2 separate regions of the Hordeum vulgare genome follow, and region 2 is linked to region 1. A link is a contact called in public Hi-C data. All regions are on one chromosome and are shown on one strand. The core of a region is the stretch at or near the end of the contact, and the rest is flanking DNA. Distances in the headings are between cores, read along the strand shown. Region 1 holds the start of LOC123403840. Region 2 holds the start of LOC123401902 (pentatricopeptide repeat-containing protein At2g02750-like).

The links. Hi-C and Micro-C count contacts between places; a contact is called where the count stands out from the background.
Region 2: a contact with region 1 is called in a Hi-C map of seedling, with 4 times the contacts expected there. The contact joins the promoter of LOC123401902 here to the promoter of LOC123403840 in region 1. A contact is called at or near these places in 3 of 6 Hi-C or Micro-C datasets (leaf and seedling) and 1 of 1 datasets of contacts at active chromatin or transcription factors (embryo).

Annotation. Positions count from the first base shown.
Region 1 is chr6H:192,418,017-192,422,995 of MorexV3_pseudomolecules_assembly, forward strand. It overlaps LOC123403840, which reads right to left and starts at 2,103. Exons shown (of 13, transcript XM_045097761.1): 1 at 957-2,103; 2 at 681-861. The coding sequence starts at 1,886.
Region 2 is chr6H:192,920,654-192,925,787 of MorexV3_pseudomolecules_assembly, forward strand. It overlaps LOC123401902 (pentatricopeptide repeat-containing protein At2g02750-like), which reads left to right and starts at 2,975. Exons shown (of 1, transcript XM_045095762.1): 1 at 2,975-5,080. The coding sequence starts at 3,054. The coding sequence ends at 4,937.

The DNA.
Region 1 (4,979 bases), core at 853-3,352:
ACCATGTTAGGAAAGCAACTTATCTATATTGAAGGCCCAAGGGGCATATATATATTACATATGACTTGAGGTGCAAGGAAAGTAAACATAGACTAATAAGGACTCCTAGACTAATACTGATACTAATAAGGACTCCTAAACTAATATTAATACTTCCTAACAAGGTAGTACCTTGTCTCAATATTTTCCCAGGATCTTATAAGATATATCACCATGCCACGATGTACTTTGTGACAAAGCCATCTATATTGTTTCATATAAACAGTGAAGATACTTCTATAAGTAGTATTGGTAGAGAAAGTTAAACAAGTTTGTTTATACCTCTCTAGAAGCAACATATATATATATAAACGGAGAGTAGGAAGTTCATCATGCATATTCATGTTTGTTTTCTATTGAAAATGCCATCAAATAGATTATAATTTGATCAAAAAATTCAGGAACTCCCAAGTAATGTGTCCGTGTTTCATGTATATGTAAGAAAGGCAATATGCACTCTTAAAGGACAACAGGAACACTGCAATGATAAGGTCACTGCTTATGGTAGTATCAAAAGGTTGAGCACTTCCCATGGCATATCAGACCTAATGTCATTTTACTGACTAGGATTGCCAACTTTGTTGCACTTAATAATTAGACTACTTAATGACTATGAAACGTTAACAACGGTATGAAATAACCTGGAAGCCCTCGCATGATGATAACAATATGATCAGGACGTGAAGCACGAAGGGGCTGCTTGAACAAGTCGCATGCATTAACAATATTGACTTCCGCATTGTTAAAAGGATGTGTGTCTTGTGTTAGCCTTCTATCTCCCAAATGCTGATCCGATTGTTGTCGATGTACGAAATCTACCCCCTGGAGAAACACGCACATATATAACGATTAATACTTTTGACTTCTGAGTGGCAATGATATATTATAAGCAAAGCATCCAAGTGCATGAAGAGAACCTCATTTTGGTTGGGTCCATTGTAATAATTTGCGTTCAGCATCAGGTGGGATTGATGCAAGGTGTTATCACTTGGTGGAAGTGATGTAGTAGCCGGAGAACTGCAGAGGACAGGAAACAACGACGAGTTTGCTGCCGGCAGAGGTGGCATTGCATGGTAATCTGGGGTAGAAGGCACTGGAGGATCTGGCGGTGGCGGGACAACACTCGCATGATGACGCCAACCGCGGGAATCATAATGCTTTCCTGCCTCAGCATGTTGAGGCACTAGAGGAAGTGGTGGAGCACCAGGCGATGCTTCAGGGCGAAACTGATGATGGCGATGGTGATCACGGTCGAAATACTTCTCCTGAGATCCTCCTACCGAATCTAAAGCACTATACCTATCAAACGGCATCGGCGGAGGTGGCATCCTTCTGACCAGATCGTAATCAGTGAAATTGCCTCCCTGCGCATAGGGGTTATTATAATTTTGATGGGGAGGATAAGCTCCATCTCCTCCATAGCCGAAACCATCGGGTGGATACGGTTCGCCATGCCACTGTGCAGGCGGCAGCTGAGCGCGGCCATGACCATGCTCCCGGACCAGCCCGAGCAGCCGCTCTCCCTCCACGGAAGATCTGCCTAACATTGGCGGGTAGGGAAGGGGCGGGCCGGTGAACGGAGGCGCCTCCCCCACGCGCATCCTCTTGTGGGGGCCTTCCGTGTCGAGGAGATCGTACGGGTGCGGCCCCGGAGGAGCCCACATCGGCGGCGGCGGGTAGAAGGGGGCGTGGTACTGCGGCGGGGGAGGAGGGGGCGGTGGGTGGAGATCGTAGGGAAAGGGGTGGGGCGGGAGAGGCGGATGCGGGCAAAAGGGGAAGTGGGGCGCGGTGCAGACGGGGCAGAGGTCGTTGCCGGCGCCGGCTGGGAAGCGCCATGGATGATCCATGAGGAAGTGGCCGCGTGGGTTTGGGGATCTAGGGTTTCGAGGGAATAATCAAGGGGTTGCTTCGAGAAGTTCTTTGGGGTTCTGCAGATGGCTTCGCCGATTTGGGGACGGGGCGAGGAGGCTCTGCGCAGCTGCTCGAAGGAAGATGAGCTGGTCCGATTGTGCCGAGGACCGTCGTAGAGGAGATAATTGCAAGTATCATCCCGAAAGCTGGCTGCCAGGTCCAATCCACTTGAGGAAGTTGAGAATTGCTTCAATACGATCCTCGTACACGAAAATACGTTATCAATACGGTTCTGGATCTTGGACAGCCAGTCCCCGCTTTGCGCGCCAGCTACGTCTCGCGAATACTCAGTATGACACGTCACCGCGTGGCCCACCCGTCAGACTTGACCCCACCCGTCAGCGCAGAGCTGTGATAATTTTGCACTCAGCTCCTTGTCTGTTCTCGATCCCTTTTCCTCTCTTCCCTGATTGAAAACAGAGAAGAACACAGAGTACTTCGAGCAGGCACGGCGGCGAATGGTCGACGACCCAACGACATTCCGATGGTAGTTCATGTGGTGGCGGAAGCGACAGCGACGGCGCCGCAACCCATGGGGTGGAGTTGGTCAACGATGGACCGCCGGCGAGGCGGCTCCAACCTACGGTATGATTCGTTGATAGCACATCATGATATTATATATGGAGATGAGATTGGAAGAGCTAGGAAGATTGCATATGATATTATATATGAAGATGAGATTGCACAATACAACTTGTTGTGGGACTATGCAATTGAACTGAGGAGATCAAATCCTGGAAATACTTTCTTTGTTGAGCTTCCAGATAAGGGGCAGTTTCAGAAATGTTACTTCTCATTTGATGCATGCAAGAGGCGGGTTTTATCTGCTTGTAGACCTATTATTTTTCTAGATGGTTACCACTTGAAGACACAATATGGTGATGTTCTATTAAGTGGAGTTGGAATGAACCCAAATGATTGCATATTTCCTGTGGCTCATGTAGTAGTGCCAAGTGAAGACACAAAATCCTGGAGGTGGTTTTTGACTGCACTAAAGCAAGATCTTGACATAAATAACACACAACTTTGGACCATCATGTCTAACAAGCAAAAAGTAATTTACTTTCATATTTTATTTTTCATGTACAATAAAGTATGTTATGTCAGTGCTTAGGAATTTCTAATGTTTGAAATGGCAATGTTTTTGCAGGGTTTAATTAAGGCAGTAAAGGAATTGTTCCCTCTCTCACCACACAGATTTTGTGAGGCATTTATGGCAGAATTTCAACAAGAACTTCAAAGGAGAGGCCTTAAAGAACCAGCTTTGGAAATGTGCTAGAAGCACTACAGAGGGCAGGTTTTGGGAAAATATGAACCATATGTTAGTGCTCAACAAAGAGGCACATGATTGGCTGGATGAGTTGGATCAAAAAACATGAGTTAGGGCTTACCAAAATGATTTCCCGAAGTGTGATGTCTTACTGAATAAAAATTGTGAAGTATTCAATAGGTACATTCTAGAGGCAAGGGAGATGCCAATCATAAGCATGTGCGAGAGGATCAAGGGCCAGAATATGAGAAGGAACTATGGAAAACAACAAGAGACTTTGAAGTGGCATGGGACTATTTGTCCAAAGATAAAAAAATGGATAAGAATATTGAATATATATTTGTCCAATTGTGAACTAAGGTTGTCTCTTTTGTGAACATGTTTGATGCACTAAGTTTGTCTCTTATGTGCTACAGATACAATATATATGCAAGCACACATTTTTGTTTTCATAACAATCATCACATTGCAACATACTAGTAGATAATTAGTGAATTACGTTCCAGGTTCACAAAAGAGGGACTACATTGATGATAAACTAAACAACGTAGATAGCCTAGAACACTACAGAAACTACAACATAATTAGTACATATAGATCAACCGTCGTTGTCGTCGACTTTGGCAAGGAGAGTGCTGAATTTTTGTAAGCGTGTCAGGTCCTCCCCTTCGTTTGGCAACCATTCATCCGGCAGGTCTTTGGCTAGCAGAGGACCACGATCAATAACCTCTTTCAAGTGATAGATGACAGGATAGACTAGCGTCTTCTTCTTCTTCGACGAGGACGACTCGTATGATGACGCAATTTGTGTAAGCGCGTCAGGTCCTCCCCTTCGTTTGGCAGCCATTCATCTGGCAGGTCTTCAGTTAGCAGAGGACCACGATCAATAACCTCTTTCAAGTGACAGATGACAGGATAGACTAGCGTCTTCTTCTTCTTCTTCGACGAGGACGACCCGTACGACGAAGCTTCTTCACGCGCGACCAACTCCTCAAGTGATTCCGGAGGAGGATCCGTACACAGCGCAAGCTTAGGCTCCGGTATCTCCACGTCCAGCACCTTGGCCACTTTGGATGGGTCACGGAGCCACGCCATTACCTCGAGCTCCCGTCGGTTATTTGGCGGTATCATCTCTATCAGGTCATCACCCAAATCCTTCAAAACACCTTTAATTGACTTCATCAACCAAGCTTGATCTGGAAGCCCTTCGAAACTTAACTTCGTCTTGTACTCCAGACCAGCCGGAGTGGCTCGAATGTCTCTGAACCAACGGTGAAATTTGATCCACCGGTGGCAGCACTTGAACTTCATTGATGATTGCAGCACCAGTGTGCACTTCTCCTCTGTTGACAAAAACAACCACAAGTCATGCGGGGGGCACGCTACCTGGATGCTCACCTCCGACCGCACGATGCCACGGCACACCTCGATGCTGGCCTAGAGAGCCGTCAGCGTCACAACCTGTTGGGCGTCTCCAACCGCACTGGCCAGGAGAACGAACTGGCGGTAGCGAGCCTCTGGTGCATCCATCGATGGCGTCCGTGCCAGCAGGACACGACTCCTCTCTGGACGGAGACACGGCTCACCATGACGCCAAACCTCCTGTGGGTAAGCCCTCTCCAGCAAGTTGCGGCTGGATCCATCACCAGCGACGACCGTCGCCACCGTACTTCGGTCGTCTTCGCTCTCCACATCTAGGGAAATGGTGGCGGAGGACACGCTCGACGCACTCATCACCACAGGAGAAAACTAGGGATTG
Region 2 (5,134 bases), core at 1,725-4,224, 500 kb after region 1:
TCATAACTTTTCAAAATTGTTCTTGATTTCAAAATTTTCTTCGCGCTTTCAAATTTTTTCGGGTTTTTTCAAAATTGTTCTCCTTTTCAATATTTTGTTCTCAAGATTCAAAAAATGTTCGTGCTTTACAAAATTGTTCGCGTTTCCAAATTTGTTCACGTTTTTTTTAAATTGTTCATCAAATTCGAAAAATGTTTCGCTTCAATTAAAAGAAATAAAAGGGAAGGAAAAAAACCAAAAGAAAGAAAATAAACAGAGAAGGAAAAAGTAACAGAAAAAGAAGAAACTAAGCTGGACCGGCCGAGTCGGGGTGCCCTCCTGTGCGGCGCAGGGGCTCCTTTCCGCAATGAGCGGCACGTAGGAGCTCCCGACGTGGAAGAAGAGGTGCTTGCGGTAATGCAACCTTTATCGAAGGGGTGTGGGTCGTAACGATTGATAGTTGGCCTGGAAGCATTTACGGAGGTAGCACATTACGGCCTACACAAACCAAACACGCGTAACGTTTTGGGTTTACCCTCCAAACAATTTATGGGGATTTTCTTCTGAAACAAACACCACCTAAATCAAATTCCTTCCAAATTCCTTACAAACCTTTTCAATTCCCTTGGGAGAGGGATTAAACGAACACGCCCATTCTGTAGCGGGTCCCTGTAGCGGTGGCTTGTTTTCACTTGGGCAATATAAAGCGTTGGATCTTGTGTTGAACGGCAGATGAGAGGCCGCATGTTAGAGCATCTCCAGCCGTTCGGTCCACCACGAGCGTGAAATAGCACCGACCAGGGGTGCGTCGACGGAAAAATCAAGGGGGGGGGCTCGGTTTCCCGGTCGCCCCAAGGTCGCCCCCAGCCGTCGATTTCGGCCCATTTTCGGCGTAAATCGGCCCACTTTTAGTGCAAATTGAGACCAATTTTAGCCCATATTTTGCGTGCTTCGGCACAAATTGAATAGATCCTTTATTTTTTTTATCACATAGTTCATCACAAAAATCAATACAAATCAAAAATAGTTCAATAAATCAATACAAATCAAAATAGTTCAACAAATAAAAACTGATAATTCATCAAACATCGAGCTAGGCGTTGCCCTTAAGCCTCCATAGGTGCTCCACCAAATTGTCCTGAAGTTGTTGATGCACCTGTGGGTCTCAAATCTCCTGACGCATGTTGAGGAAGGTGGTCCAGGGTTCCGGTATCTGGTCATTAACTTGGGGAAGAGGACCCTGCATGTAATATGGTTCAGTGTCAAACACTGGCTCTTCTGCTCGCTCTTAATGATCATCTTGCGTAAGATGACACATCAAGTCATGACTTCCACATTTGATCTTTCGACCAGGTCTGAACGGGGTACCGGACAACAGCAAATCGATACTTCCAAGCATACAAGGAAATCCTCTTGCTACATTCTGTGCTAGGATCTGAGCAGTGTCTTCAGCAATGGGTGATCCCAAGTACCGAGGTCCAAACGTTGCCACCACTGCCCTGCAGAACTTGTACAAATACTCAATGATGGTGGACTCGACCATGCGTCCATAGTCTTCCAAAATATCACCTGAAACTCCGTATGCAAGCATCCTCATAGCTGTCGTGCACTTCTGAAGTGAGGTGAATCCAAGTGTGCCGGTGCAATCCTTTTTGCACTTGAAGTAGCTGTCGAACTCCCTAATGAAATTCACAATCCTAAGGAAGAGCTTCCGGCTCATACGATGACAACGCCGAAATACTTTGTCACCGTGCAGAAGAGCGTCAACGGAGCAGTCGGTGTAGAATAAGCAATAGCCTTTCAGTTGATGCCTCTGCTTTGCCTTCAGCCGGCCTAGCGCTGAGCCACCTCACCTCGGCTTTGCATTGCTCGCCAACAGGCCGGCCAGAGCGGCGAGGACCATGAGGTGTTCTTGATCCTGGGTGTCGACATCGGCTTCGTCCTACATTAGCGCCATGAACGCCTCCTCGTCATCGAAGTCCATCACCGAGGCAAATCGCCGAACACCTCGTGGGCGTGGGAGACGCGTAGCCGCGTGCGTGGCTGGAGCGCCGGGAAAACTCGCCAAGAAGCAGGGGCAAAGCCGCGACGAACCCTCCCTTCGTCATCGGGGACATGACCTTTGTAGCGGCGGTAGGTAGGTGGGTGGCGCCGGGATCGACACGACGGCGAAAGATGTAGTGCGCGAGGGGTGGATCTGGAGGAGGAAAACCGTTTTTTCCGCTTGAAGGGGGGCCACGCGTCATTATTGCTCTAGATGGAGGCCCCAAGCGCCACCAACACATTGGGTTCGGCCTGGAATGGCCGAGCCTAAAAATGAACCCAACCGATGAACATTAACGTTCTCGAGGTACGACTGGGCAATTTTTCATCGCCGACGCTAAAAACATGCCTGGGCCCATACCTGGCCAAACGGGCCCGGTCAATCGGACCGGCCCGCATGCACGCCGGCCTGGCACGAGATGGGCCCGGCCCGGCACGCGGCACGCCTCGGGCCGTGCCTGGGCCTGAAGGCTGGGCATGCGGGCCGGCACGACACGGTCCATTTTTTTTTATTTTTTATTTTTATATTTTTTTAAATATATATGTATACAATATACAACCCAATAGGCTTAAAATAAACCCACGAAGCTCAACATATACTGTTCATCGTGTTAAACGGATCAATAGACCGGTTTGTTTAGTAACCGAACCGTGTCTGAACCTGAAGGCGCAGCCCACGGGCTGGCACGAGCACGGCCCGTGCTAAACGTGCTTGGTCCAACACGATACAGCCCGATTACTAAACGTGCTTCGACGGGCCGTGTCGGACCAAGCACGTTTAGCACGATACAGCCCGATTACTAAACGTGCTTCGACCGGCCGTGTCGGACCAAGCACGTTTAGCACGGACCGTGCTCGTTGCCGTGCCGGGCCGCCGTGTGGCCAGGTATGCCTGGGCCTGTTGGTCCTGTGGGCGCGGATGGAATTGCTCCTACAGCGGGACTGCACAGAGGGATGTCACCTGATCTCGGTCCTATTTCTGCAAATCCACTATGTGAGCGTTCCCTGCCCCGCGAACCAATGCAGGCTCCATGGTTGGCAAGCTCTCCACGGCCACCGCGGCGCAATGGAAGCGACTCTGCAAACTCGTATCCAACGGACACTACCAGGAAGCGCTCCTCGCCTACTCTCGAGCCCACGCGTCCTACCTCCGTCCGGACGCCTTCACCTTCCCCTGCATCCTTAAGTCCTGCGCCGCGCTCCAGGATGCCCCCGCCGTGCTCCAAGTCCACGGTCACCTCGCCAAGTCGGGCTTCTCCTCCTGTCCCTACACGGCCACCGCCCTGACGAGCGCCTATGCCAGGCTCCTCCGTGTCGGGGAGGCATGCAAGGTGTTCGATGAAATGCGGGAAAGAAACGTGCCCTGCTTCAATGCCCTCATCGCGGGGTTCTCGCAGTGCGGGAAGGTTCGTGAAGCGATGGGTGTATTTAGGCTCCTCGGGAAAGAGGGGATGCTACCGGACTCTGTCACAGTGGCGAGTGTGCTACCTGCGTGTCGGGCCGTGGAGCAAGGGAAGCAGCTGCACGGGCTTGTAGTGAAGACCGGGGATTGTTTGGATCGCTATGTTGCCACATCACTTATCACAATGTACTTGGATTGTGGTGATTCGGATGCTGCAAGGAGGATTCTTGAATTCATGGTTGATAAGGGCGTCGAGAGTTATAATGCAATGGCTTCTGGATTGTTGAGGAATGGTGCAGATTTTATAGCTTTGGGTACTGTCAGGGAAATGATATTTGGATCCAGCGAAAAACCTAACGAGACTACTTTGCTGGTTGTCCTCTCAGCGTGCACTAGTGTCTTGGCACCGTCACTTGGTAAAGAGGTCCATTGCTATGTCCTGAAGCATGCAATGGATTGCAGTGTCAAGATCAGGACTGCACTCATTGACATGTACTCAAAATGTGGTTCTCTGGAGTGTGCTTACCAGGTTTTCTCTGTCATGGATGAGCGGAACTTGGTGACCTGGAATACGATGATCTCAGGTTTTCTGATACACGAGAAGCTTGCAAACGCCTTAGGGTTGTTCCAGCAGCTGAGGTTGAAAGGCTTCAGCCCTGATAGTATTACATGGAATCTGGTGATTAATGGACTTGCACATCACCAGAAGTTTGCTGAGGTTTTCTCATTATTCAGTAAGATGCGGTTGGAGGGAGTCTCAGGTGCAAGTCTGGAAACCATGACAAGTATGTTGAGTGCTTGTTCGGCTATGTCAGATATCAAGCATGGGAAGGAAATATATTGCCATGTTATTCGAACAATGCAACACTTTGAGGATGATGTTTTCCAGACAACAGTGATTGACATGTTTATGAGTTGTGGATGTGACAGCTATGCTGGTAGAGTATTTGAGAAAGATAGGAGGAAATCAAACGACCCAGCTTTGTGGAATGCAATGATTTCTGGTTATGGAAGGTGTGGAAAAAGCAGTTTAGCATTACAAACCTTCAACGAGATGCTTGAGCAGCAAGTGAATCCCAACTCAGCCACCTTTCTCTGTGCTCTTTCAGCTTGTGGCCATGCTGGATTAGTACAGAAAGCATTGCATATCTACCAAATGATGGAGAGTGCCTACAGTATCAACCCTACTTTTGAACACTTGAGCGTCATGGTTGACCTTTTTTGCCGTGCTGGAAAGCTATCTGAAGCTTATGGTCTATTACTGAAACATACTGATCCACCAGCTTCAATGTGGTATTCTTTTCTTGGTGCCTGTAAAAACTACTCTAATGCAGAACTTGGTAAAATAGCGGCAACAAAACTCTATGATTTGGACCCTTCAAGCACAACTCCATGGGTAATTCTATCCAACATATACGCTGAACAATATCGATGGGGTGAAGTAGAGACACTGAGGAAAATGATATCAGACAAGCACCTCATCAAAGCTCCTGCGTGTACTGAACTTGTATGAAAATCTGTTTCTTGCCTGCTTAGTTTAAGAAGGAAATGAATACCATTTCGAAGGTATGGACATCTCTTCCCATGCCAGCCATCTTGTCATAACAAAAAGCTCATTGCTGCCTACATTAAAATGATATTGAGCTCATGTCCATACGCACCCCTTCGTGAGTTTGTACATTTAGACATTTTCAGAAGTTCTCAACAGAA